Regions from separate parts of the Pan troglodytes genome. Here all the other regions are linked to region 3. Evidence: chromatin contacts called from public Hi-C data. All regions are on one chromosome and are shown on one strand. The core of a region is the stretch at or near the end of the contact, and the rest is flanking DNA. Distances in the headings are between cores, read along the strand shown. Region 1 has its middle 98 kb from the start of MIR3937. Region 2 overlaps BCOR (BCL6 corepressor). Region 3 has its middle 240 kb from the start of MIR3937.

Region 1 (3,632 bases), core at 596-3,095, 140 kb before region 3:
GCAAACATACCACTGCCTGAGGCATGCCCCCTCCCCTCTCCAACATACTTCCCTCCCTCGGGGCAGATCCCAGAGTAGATCACATTGCTTCCCCCAGCTCCAGCTCCATCTTTCCACAGTCCTCCCAGACCGGAGGAACAGCCTCTCCTGATGCCTCGTCCCATCCCTCTTGATACACTGAGTAGGAATTAAAGGAATGTAGGAAACCCTTTTCTCTCCACACAATGCCTGGCTTGCAACCCTATTTCCTCTTTGTGGATTCAAACACAATCTAATTTGACCAAAGCTGAGCAATGTCTTCATTCGTGAGCACTGGCTGCTGTTTATCAAAGCTCTGACATCCATGGGAAATACTGAAGTCCAATAAAAATACTGCCAAGAGCCAGGCGTAGTGGCTCACGCTTATAATCCCAGGATTTGGGGAGGCTGAGGCTGGAGGATCACTTGAGGCCAGGAGTCTAAGACCAGCCTGGGCAACGTAGCATCTCTATTAATTTTTTTAAAAATACTGCCAAAAATGACTCCTGCTCCCTGTGAAATTCTCAGGCCTCTCTCTCTAGCCCTGAGAATCTATGAAAGGGCCATCCTCTTGCCAACTTAGAAGCAGAGCACATTTCCTAAGGAGGCTTGGAGCTGAGGGCTTGGATGACCCTATCCTCCCACAGACAATCCGTAAGCACCTAGTGGGTGTCAGGCACCAGTGGGGGACCAGGGCGACAGGTAAGCCACACAGTCAAAGTCCTGCTTCCAAAGTGCTCACAAGCTTAGAGTAATGACATCACCACCATTACCTATGGTGACACTGTGATCTGCCACCCAGCCTCTCAGCTCTCAACCCCATCAGGGTCTGTCTCAGCTGCTGAGAGCCGCCTGGCTGAAGCAATGGCCTCCAGGGTCAGCCCAGGCCCAAGGACTGATGACTGCAAGGGGATCACCTGGGGACAACTCGGCATCCCTGGCTGGGTATGCTCAGGTTCAGGGCAGGTCATCCCTGGCTAGGCTCCTGTTCATCACGTGGCCGGGTGCTGGAAGAGCTGCACCCAGATGGAAGACGCGTGCCAGTTGCAGAGCTGCGAGCTGTTGGCTGGGGCCTTGGCGCCCTGGCTGATAATCCCACGCTATGTAACCCTGGGCTGAGTGTGCTACACCAAGAAGGGGAGAAGACAGAATATTCTAACAGGCTGTGGGCCCCCGCCGCCATCTGGATCTCGCTTTCCTCACCTCTGAGGGGTCTTTTCCAGTTCCAATATGCAAATGGTTCGTCACTCGCTGTAGAATAGAATCAGAGCTATGATATGCTGTCCACGTGGCCCACAGACTCAGGGAGGGTCCGAAACTCTGCCAGGGCCTACTGTGCTCCTTTCAGAGGAGCACCACCCCACCCAAGGCACCCCAGGGTGTCTCAGGAGGGCAGCCCAGGACCACTCCCAATGCACTGAAAGCTGACTGTGTTCAGTAGGGGAGAGGGGCCCCTTCTCTAAATATTTTCTCTCCAGGTTTGGCTGGAGACAGTCACAGCCGGTCAGGGGGCTCAAAGAGGCGCCAGGCCTGCCAAGAACCACCTGAGGACGGCGTTTGTGAGGAAAACCCAGGGAGCAGGGCTGGCCCACTCCCAGGCAGCAAAAGTACGGGGCCACCCTCCCCTTCCTGGGTTGGAGCCAGGGCACCCACTGTGGCTGGAAGGGAGAAAGGGAGTTGTGGGCCCAGGCAGCCCCCAGAAAACAGCCCGCAGCCCTCCAGTCAGCTGCCGCGTGTTTGTTTTCACAGCTGCTCCTCCAGCTCGGCTGTTCCAGTGAGCAAAGGAATCTGTTTGTCTGAGAAAAAGAATGTGGCAGAGAGGCGGGAGGCAGCCCCAGGCAGCCCCGTCAGCCTCCTCAGCTTCGGAGCTCACCAAAACCAGCCAGCCACCTCGGGGAGTCACCCAAGAGCCTAGATGGTAAGGTCACAGACTCAGAGACACCTTCACCTCCCCCGGCACCCTCCAGACAGCCCTGCTCCTCCGTGGACCAGGGCTTTGCCCAGAGACCTTGGGCAGGTGCCAGGCTGGCAGCCTGGGCACACAGGACAGAGACCCACCCGCCTGAGGTATTTTATTTACTTCTTTCTCATTCACAGACAACCCCCCACCACCCACACCACACACCACACACACACACACACACACACACACACACACACTCTGAGAAGAAAATCAGTCAGCTGTGTGTATGAGGAAAAAGCTCACAGGACTGAAAGCAAACAAGTCTGCAGCCAGGCCTGCCGTGAGGGTGAAGACGAGCAAGCAGAGGGGCTTTCTGCCTCTCTGCAAGGACGCCCTAGGCCCCCTACCCTCGCCCCAGCCCCCAGGCCAGCCTAGTCCCATCCTAGACAGAAGAGGCAGAGCTGGGTCCAGGTAGGGTGAAGGCATTTGCCAAACCAGAGGACCAGCCACAGCCCCCTCAGGCCTGTCATCCTAGTTCTGGAGTATTCTGAGCCGTCAAGCAGGAGCCCAGGCAGAGCCAGTCCAAAGGGCATTCTCCTTTGGGCGGTTTTGGCCATGGGGAGACCTGGGATCCCAAAAGAAGGACTCTGCACTCTTTTGGCTGGAGTGCAGTGGTGCAATCTCGGCTCACTGCAACCTCCGCCTCCTGGGCTCAAGCAATTTTCCCACCTTAACCTTCCGAGTAGCTGGGACCACAGACGCATACCCATGCCCAACTAATTTTTAGGTGTTTTTTGGTTTTGTGTTTTGTTTTGTTTTGTTTTGTTTGTAGAGACAGGGTTTTGCCCTGTTGCCCAGGCTAGTCTCGAACTCTTGGGCTCAAGTGATCCGCTCTCCTTGGCCTCCCAAAGTGCTGGGATTACAGTTGTGAGCCATTACACTCGGCCACACCAGGCACTCTTGATACCTCCTTCCACCCATACCCCTCACCAACCCCCTGCGCTGACCAAGAAGTTGCCCTGTGGGCTGGAACAGGGATGGAAGGGAGGCGAAGCTTCTGTTGAAATTTTCTAGATTACATCAGGCTGCCACCCCTAAGTGATCAGATTTGGTTTGGAAAGTTCCCCACTGCAATTGCAATCTGGCATGTGTTGAATCCCTCAGGTGTGTGGGAGTGGAATATATAATAACTAGTCCTCCCTCAATCTTTCCTAGTCAGATTACTCATCGAGATGCTGTTCAGCACCTCCCCTGGGTCAGCCTCTTCACATACAACACCTCTGAAAGGCTCTAGAAGGTTTGAGAACTTGCCCGAGGTCAGAAAGCAAAAGTGACCAAGAGAAGGTGTCTTCAGCTGGGCTCTCCCAGAAGCAGCCCCTGAAGCAAGGATTTGGGGCCAAGGGATTTATCTGAGGGCCGGGAAGTGGGCAGGGAAGGGAAGCAACTAGGAAAGGAGGTCACCAGAGTGAGACACTGGAGGCCAACCCCACTGAGCTTCTCAGAGAGACTCCATAAAAGATACCTCAATGTTACCCCACTTGGAGAGTGAGGGGGCTGGGGTATTTATCCTCTAGTTCCCATATATCATTGCCTGGGACATGTTCCCAAGGGCATTGCTGCCAAGCCCTCAGGTGGGGTTCTCATGCCCTCAGAGAACGTTCTGGACTGTTGAGTGTCAAAGGAATTGGGGCAGGCCACCAAGAACATCTGC
Region 2 (3,662 bases), core at 180-2,679, 190 kb after region 3:
TCCCTCCTCACATGCACAAGTCTAATCCTGGAAATACAGCCCGGCTGCTTTAAGAGAGCTGGAAGGAGGGAAAGACTGCCAGTGTTTTGGCGTTGCAGGCTTGTTTATCTTTCCGCCTTTCCTCCAAGGCGAAACTCGTTTTGCAAGCAACATTCCTACAGAAAATGGCACACGTCATAAAAAGAGACCAATTTATAGAACTGGCACCGAAGTTCATGTCTCACTCCAGAAGCATCTCCCAGCTCCCCATCGGAAACCCAACTAGATGTAGAAGTCCATGTTAAAACTTAGAGAGTAGACTTAGGGAGGGGAGGTGCTGAGGGTGGGGGGGACAGGAGAGAATGAACTAGATTTGCAGATATCCTGTAGGCTGTACACCCAGAGACCAAAGTCAGCCCTAAATGATCTTCCAAAACCCAGGGAGGACCAGGCAGGTGCCAGGGCTTGGAAGGCTTCAACCTTGGGACTCATGGGGGAGATGAGTGAATTTTTACACCCAGCTTGCCCCAGGACGGTCCAGAGGCAGGTCCACATTCTTGGCCATCCTAAGTCCACCTGCTTGGGCCAGCCATGAACCTCCAGGACTGGCCTAGTGGGTAACTGCCACCACCAACTGCTCTCCCTCCCACCCTGGCGCCTCTCTGCAGGGCCTGGCGGGGTACCAGGAACTCAAAGAAAGCCTGTTGCTGTGGGCATCTAGTTGATGAAGTCGGAGTAGGTGGTGCTGTGGGCAGGCTTCAGGACGGCACCTTTGCGTGCTGCAGTTGAAGGCAAATGTGCTCTTGAAAACGGGAAGGCTTGGAAGAAAAGGTTAAGGGATGTGGGTAATCAAAAGCCAATCTGTCCTCCCTTCCCCCCAAAATACACCCCCCTTAGGGTACTGAACCTGCACACTTGCATTTCCAAGCTGGAAACAGTGTCGAGTGCACAGAACACAGCACCCGCCTGTCTCTAACTTGTCTGAATAACAGGGCCATTTCAGAGGGGAACAACGGCCTTCAGAGCCTCTGCAATTTCCAGAAAGCTTTCAGTTAATAACACATTCTTTCCAACAAGCTTACTTAGGGCTGAAAGTTATTTTCACAAATCTTAAAAACTCTGTCATAAACAGCTGAGGACCCAGTTCAACGGATCCTGGCCAAACCCCACCAACACAGTGACACTCACGGCCCCGTGGGCCTTCTCCCGCCACCTCTGCCTCACCACAAGTTCCCTAAACCACAACATACAAACCATCCTGCACCCCACCCCAATCCTGGGAAGTCATAAAGATGTGTGTTGGGGATGGAGGGCGGGTGTGCCGTGGAGCTTTCTCTCATCTGGGGATGCGCTGGCCAGAAACTGGCCGCCACCTCTGCAGCTCGTCCATGGGCCTGCATAGTGCGCGCTTTGTGTAAGTGCTGAGGAGGCGCAGCGCTGCTCGCGCGCCAACAGCTGTCACATTATTTGCACTCGCTGTAAACAGCCTTCACATTCCCCCCTTACCACATAGTTAAAGCCAGACTAACAATCCACAGTTAGAGATCAAACCAACAACAGCAGCATTGTGTCTGCCTTTGCTGCCTTCACACCAAGCCCAGCAGCTGGCAGGTTTCTCCGGAACAAGGGACCCCTTCTCCCCCTACCCCTCCGGGATCCAGCCAAGGCTAGCCAAGGAAGCATGCGTTTGTCAGCGCTGTTTGTTAAAGCAAAAGAGCACCGCCATTTCGCAGAGATTTCCGTGTGGCTCATCAGCCCTCTCCGAGAGTTTACTCCTTCTGGAAGCTCGAGGAAGCATCACGAGAATAAAGGTTGTGGAGACTCGCAGGGTTGGTTTCCATGCTCAGCAAAGTGGGGTCTGGCCGGGCTGGGGCCGGGGCCGGGACAGGGAGGTCTGCCCCTCTCCATGCCATGTCACAGAGGCCAGACAGGTCTGTGCTTTCTGCAGCCCTCAGCGGAATGCCTCCTGTCTTTCGGAAATTGCCCAACTCACTGAATACTTACTGGCCGCCCCACTGATCAAAATGTCTCCTTTATGATTTTTGGTTAAGTTGAACATTTCCATAATCGTCATTATTAGTGCAAATTACACGCCTAATCGGTCCTTAAATAGATTTTAATTAAATAAGCATACAAGGCTCATTTTATGACTTAAGAAAGCATTACTTTTCGTTATAAACTTTCCGCCAGGATACAGAATAACGATAGCAGACAAATACTTATTCTTTGAAAATCACCAATAACCGATGGGCAGAGTATCATGAAACATACCCTGTTTTACCCTCTGGAATCAAAGCTGAGACCAGACATATCACAGCTGTACAACTTTCCTCCTGGGATGGGAGAGAGGATTTCTTCCTCCAAAGCACTATGTCTGTCTTCCTTGTGGCCAGTAGAAATAAACCCCCGGTGCTGCTTTCCCTACCCATCTGATGAGATTTCTCTAGTTGATGTCCTCTAGCAACCACTCCTCCCCCACCTCCATCCATTTTCCACCCTTTCGCCTGCTTAGAGTCCTGGTGCAAAGCAGGCACGCTGTGCTTGTTAAATGCTGTGTAAAATGCTGTTAATAAAATAATAAATACAAAGGATGGAGGCTGCTGCTTCCACGGGTGTTTTGACTGGAAATGCCTTGGCACTTGTCATGTGTTTATGGGAGGGCAGACAACGCTAGGATTTACATAGTTTGGACATTTCTGTACTTCATTTATTCTTTCCTAAATGACGTAGGCCTCGAGCTATTTCAAGTTTGCATTTGTACAGAACTGTTAAATGCCTAGGAGTTTCTCCAATTAAACCAAGTTTAAAATCAGACCCAAAGCTGGAACATACACTCAGACTTGCCCAACTCCACCTTCAGCCTCGGTGGCTGGAGAAAACAAACAGATCCTCGAAAACAATCAGTCCTCGAGCTCCCCACCTTCACCCCCCCCTCCAGGAGGGCCCCTAGGGCAAAGGTTAAGGCGTCTCTAGATTCCAAGCCCCAGCCCAGGCTACACACTGAGGCAATCACTGCAGTAAGGCGCATCTTGTCCATACACTACCTTTAAAATCGTGCGCTAAAATCGGGGGGAAACTGCTGGCCTGGTAAAACCCACTGTTCACAAAACAATGTCAGCAAAGGCTGTAAGGCATTCTTTAGAGAGGGACCAGGGATTCGTGCCTACCGAAGCTCTTTCAGCACAAAGGCTTTTAGGGGAAGAAGGGAAAAAGAGGGAGGAGGAGGGGGAGAGGAGGAGAGAAAGGGAGGGAGGGCTCCTGTTTCAGAGCAGGCATCCCCTGAGAGTCAAGAACCAAGTGTAGCTTCAATCAAACACTGACTTCCCCTCTGGGAGTCGAGTAGGAAACCTGATCACAGTAGCTTACTACCAGCCTGGATCCATACAGGTCTGGTTTTCTTCTCATGCTAGTAATTTTTTTAAATACATATCGATATAAAAGAAGCAATCCCTGGCAGACTTTATTGAAAACCACATTGAGCCCTCGTAACATCCGGACTTAATCCCTATCAAACAAACCACAGCACCTCTGGCCTCTGCACCAGGCCACCCCCTCTCACCTCTTCCAACCAGGTCTTGCCCCTCTAGGCACCGTGGTTCCCCCCTGAAATAATGCCAGGAAGCCTTGCCGAAGGGTACCTAGATGACGGTTCTGAAATGAGTTCCTAACCATATAATGATCCC
Region 3 (3,673 bases), core at 302-2,801:
ATACGGTGAGGACTGAGAGCTGGAGAGGGAAGATCAAGGCAGCGGCGATGGCCACAGTGATGAGACAGTGACTAAGGGCCGGTGTGCGGTTTGCCAAGCGATTTGGCTTGTCCCCATGCCAACAATAAAGGCCCAGTGTCTGGCAGGAGATGGGGATTTTGTGTGCAGAGGGACACCTTACGAGTGACCCTGGCAGAGAGCCACAGTCATCAGGAACAAGAGAGGAGAACAGATATAAGGGGGGAAAGGTCTCCTTTAGAGGGGCAGGACTGGCCTCAGGGCTGCAGGAAGGGTGTCTGGGGAGGATGCAATGGAGTTGAAGAAATTTCATGTGTGGTTGGGGGCAGGGGTTGCCCTACTGAAGGAGTCTATTATGTTTGGAATAATCTCTCAAAGCAAGGGGAAATAAAGTACAATCAGTGGAGGAAACCTCTGGAACAATTTAAGGGAAACTGGACAAAACCCCCCAGACTGTAATAAAATGGCATCTGGAGTCCTGCTGGTTCCCAAGGACTCTCTACCACAGGCTGGGGTCTCTGGAAGCAGACGCTGAGATGGATATTGGGGGTTAAGAGGAATTTGTGAGGGATCAGATCCTGTGAAAGGAAGTGGGGGGCAAGCAGGACTTGGCAGAGCGGGTAGTCAAGCTGGGATACAGGTCCAACAGAGTCTTGACTAACCTGGAGGAGAGAGTTCTGGAGTTCTGGAGAGTTCCCGGCCAAAATGGCAAGCCCTTTATTTATTTATTTATTTATTTATTTATTTATTTATTTATTTACTTTGAGATGGAATCTCACTCTGTCGCCCAGGCTGGAGTGCACTGGCGTGATCTCGGCTCACTGCAAGCTCCGCCTCCCGGGTTCATGCCATTCTCCTGCCTCAGCCTCCAGAGTAGCTGGGACTACAGGCGCCTGGCACCACATCCAGCTAATTTTTTGTATTTTCAGTAGAGACGGGGTTTCACAGTGTTAGCCAGGATGGTCTCCATCTCCTGACTTTGTGATCCGCCCACCTCGGCCTCCCAAAGCACTGGGATTACAGCGTGAGCCACCGTGCCCAGCAAAGGCAAGCCCTTTATAACAGGCCCCCCACCCCACTTCAGCACCAGATATGGGCCACCCCAGGAGAGTGTGGCCTTGGCCGAGGCATTCTTAAACGCCCAAGGCTTGACAGCTGGAGGCTGTCTGGAGACTACACAGCCTGCAGCTGGGCAGCCAGGCCTTCCACAAAGAGAGATCTGGGCGGTGCCCCTCCATGTCAGCCACTCCCTCTCCCCTCCCTCAATGTCTAGGCTTCTAGCACATCTGGACAGATCAATCTCTTTCTTTACCTCGGGGCCTGGTCGCCCCCTCACTGTTCTTCCGGAGGCTGATGCCTGTCTGGAACCTGGTCTGACCCTAGCCCAGCCTTGCGTTTTAGTTGGCCCAGGCCCACGGAGGAGAACGCTAGTCTGATTTCTCCATTGTGCTTTCCTCCTACACTCAGGCACTGAGTCCCGGGAACCAACGGCCATCACAGCTTGCGACTGCAGGGGGCCTCATGCTTCCGGCTTGTTTAAGGGTTGCTTCTGCAGGGCTGATCATTAGGCTTCATTGTGCCACCCACCAGGGCACTAGGCAGCCCAGGACGACCCTCGGACAAGCCCAACCACAGTTAAATAAGACAACCCAATCAGCACCACAAAATATCCACAGCTTGGCCCATCGGCTGTGGCGAACGTGTTCCTCTCCAGCCGCCAGCTCAGCCCCCCTTCCTCCCAAGAGTTGCCAGTGACCAGCTGTTACTTGTTCCCCAGCCATGTAGCTTCACCCGCAAAGAATCCAGGGCTCCGGCTCCACTCTCCAGCCTGGTGGTTGAAATAACCAGCACATTCTTCACATACCTGCCAGCTTCCCAACTTGCCTAGGCTGTTCGGCAGCCCGACTTCTCTCTCTGGATTAATATTAAGGGTCTTGAAGAGGAGCAGCACAGGTCTGGGGAAACGTGGGGACTGAGTAAACATTCGGGGCTAACCCCAGCCCTCACTTCCCCTCCTGACATCTGGCCTAAACTCCCTGCTGCAAACCCCTTGAAGCTACTTCCCCTGGCACAAGTTATGGCCCAGAACGACCAGTGTTGGGTGCTGAGCAGGGAAGCCAGGAGTGGCTTCCGGCTTACCTGGTAGTAGAAAAGGAATGCCTAGAGCACTTCTCTAAAACGAGCTGGGGAGAAGTTGGGGGACAGTGTGGTACTCACTGTGGCTGTGCACATAAACGACACCAGCCAATGCGAGCCACATCAGGAGGGTGGTCTTGGTTGGAACCGCCCAGCCCACTCTTGCTTATAACTTGGGTCAGCAAGAAGCTGTGGGCTTCCAGGGGTGGAATCCTAGAGGAGACCTCCTACAGGCCTACTTAACCCCCATTACATTCATTCCCTAATATACTTTTCACCTTCAGCAAATAGTGCAAATTTGAATTTTTACTCACTGATCAAATATTTACCCTGTGAGCTGCCAGTCTGGCTGAGCTTGACTTCCACAATTCTCCACATTTGTATTAGATGAATTAGCATTTTATTGTTGGCAGATTCGACAGTGAGATAAGGAAGACCAGAGGTAGCAGCCCAAGAGATTCTCCATGAAGAGTATGTTCAGTTTAGTCTTTTGTCTTAGTGTAAGTGACAGGTCTCCCAAACAATCCATCAGATATTTTAAAACATTGTTTTGGAAGGTATGAAAGATAATTGCTCACAAAGAACAACAACTTTCTGTACTTCTCATCTTCGTGACACACACCTTCAAAACCTGTTACCTGGGAACGTGGGTTTAAGGCGTGTTTCATTGTTTCGTTCTGTTTTGTTGCCACAGAAGCTTGAGCAAATCAAGTCACCTCTCTGAGCCTCAGCTTCCTTATTGGCATAATGGGCACAGTAACATTACCCCTTTCAGAAGGCTGTTGTGAGGGTCAAAATAAATATTAGAGATGACCAACACTGTAAAATATAAAGCACTACATGAAGAATTGTATAAGACTAGAAACTGAGGCCATTTTAAAACATGGTCCCCAAAGTCTTTAACACTCCTCCCATCAAGAACTGGGGTCTATGTCCCCTCTCCTTGAATCTGAGTGGGCTCATGACTGCTTCATCCCATACAATATAGCATGAATGACACTGTGTGGCTTCCAAAGCTGTGTCAGAAAGGTGCATGCAACTTTCACCTGGTTCTCGTAGCACAGTTGCTATGGGGGAAGCCAGTCGCCACATAAGAAATCCAGCCTTCCTGAGACTGCTGTACTGAGGAGGCCGCGCACAGAGGCTCCGGGTGACAACTCCTCCCCACCAAGGCACCAGACATGAGTGGAGCCATGTTGGAAACCTCCAGACCCAGCTCACCTGCCACTGGGTAGTCTCAGTAGATACCATGAGGAGTGAAAGAAGGGCCCAGCTGAGCCCCGCCCAAATTGTGCACAATGAAATGGGTGTGGCTTTGTGCCACTACATTTGGGTGGTTTGTTACACAGCAGTAATAACTGGAACAAAAACTATTCACTTATTAAGTTCCTGTATCTGGCTGGGCGCGGTGGCTCACGCCTATAATCCTAGCATTTTGGGAGGCCGAGGCAGATGGATCACTTGAGGTCAGGAGTTCAAGACAAGCCTGGCCAACATGGTGAAACCCCGTCTCTACTAA

Evidence for each region. A called contact is a pair of places that touch in the nucleus more often than the background predicts.
Region 1: a Hi-C map of stem cell-derived neural progenitor cells shows a contact between it and region 3, with 2.6 times the contacts expected there. The contact joins two enhancer-like sites. A contact is called at or near these places in 1 of 7 Hi-C or Micro-C datasets (stem cell-derived neural progenitor cells) and 1 of 1 other capture datasets (stem cell-derived neural stem cells).
Region 2: a contact with region 3 is called in a Hi-C map of stem cell-derived neural progenitor cells, with 4 times the contacts expected there. The contact joins two enhancer-like sites. A contact is called at or near these places in 1 of 7 Hi-C or Micro-C datasets (stem cell-derived neural progenitor cells) and 1 of 1 other capture datasets (stem cell-derived neural stem cells).

Annotation. Positions count from the first base shown.
Region 1 is chrX:40,183,621-40,187,252 of NHGRI_mPanTro3-v2.0_pri, forward strand. No RefSeq gene overlaps it. Among named protein-coding and RNA genes, the nearest start is that of MIR3937, 98 kb to the left of the region's middle. Within about 2 kb of position 1,846, at least 8 of the 24 cell types and tissues checked have an H3K27ac peak or open chromatin away from gene starts, as enhancers often do. A contact at or near this core is called in stem cell-derived neural progenitor cells and stem cell-derived neural stem cells, where this site is marked.
Region 2 is chrX:40,511,487-40,515,148 of NHGRI_mPanTro3-v2.0_pri, forward strand. All of the region lies in intron 1 of BCOR (BCL6 corepressor), which reads right to left. Among named protein-coding and RNA genes, the nearest start is that of BCOR, 90 kb to the right of the region's middle. Within about 2 kb of position 1,430, at least 6 of the 24 cell types and tissues checked have an H3K27ac peak or open chromatin away from gene starts, as enhancers often do. A contact at or near this core is called in stem cell-derived neural progenitor cells, where this site is marked.
Region 3 is chrX:40,321,135-40,324,807 of NHGRI_mPanTro3-v2.0_pri, forward strand. No RefSeq gene overlaps it. Among named protein-coding and RNA genes, the nearest start is that of MIR3937, 240 kb to the left of the region's middle. Within about 2 kb of position 1,552, at least 4 of the 24 cell types and tissues checked have an H3K27ac peak or open chromatin away from gene starts, as enhancers often do. A contact at or near this core is called in stem cell-derived neural progenitor cells and stem cell-derived neural stem cells, where this site is marked.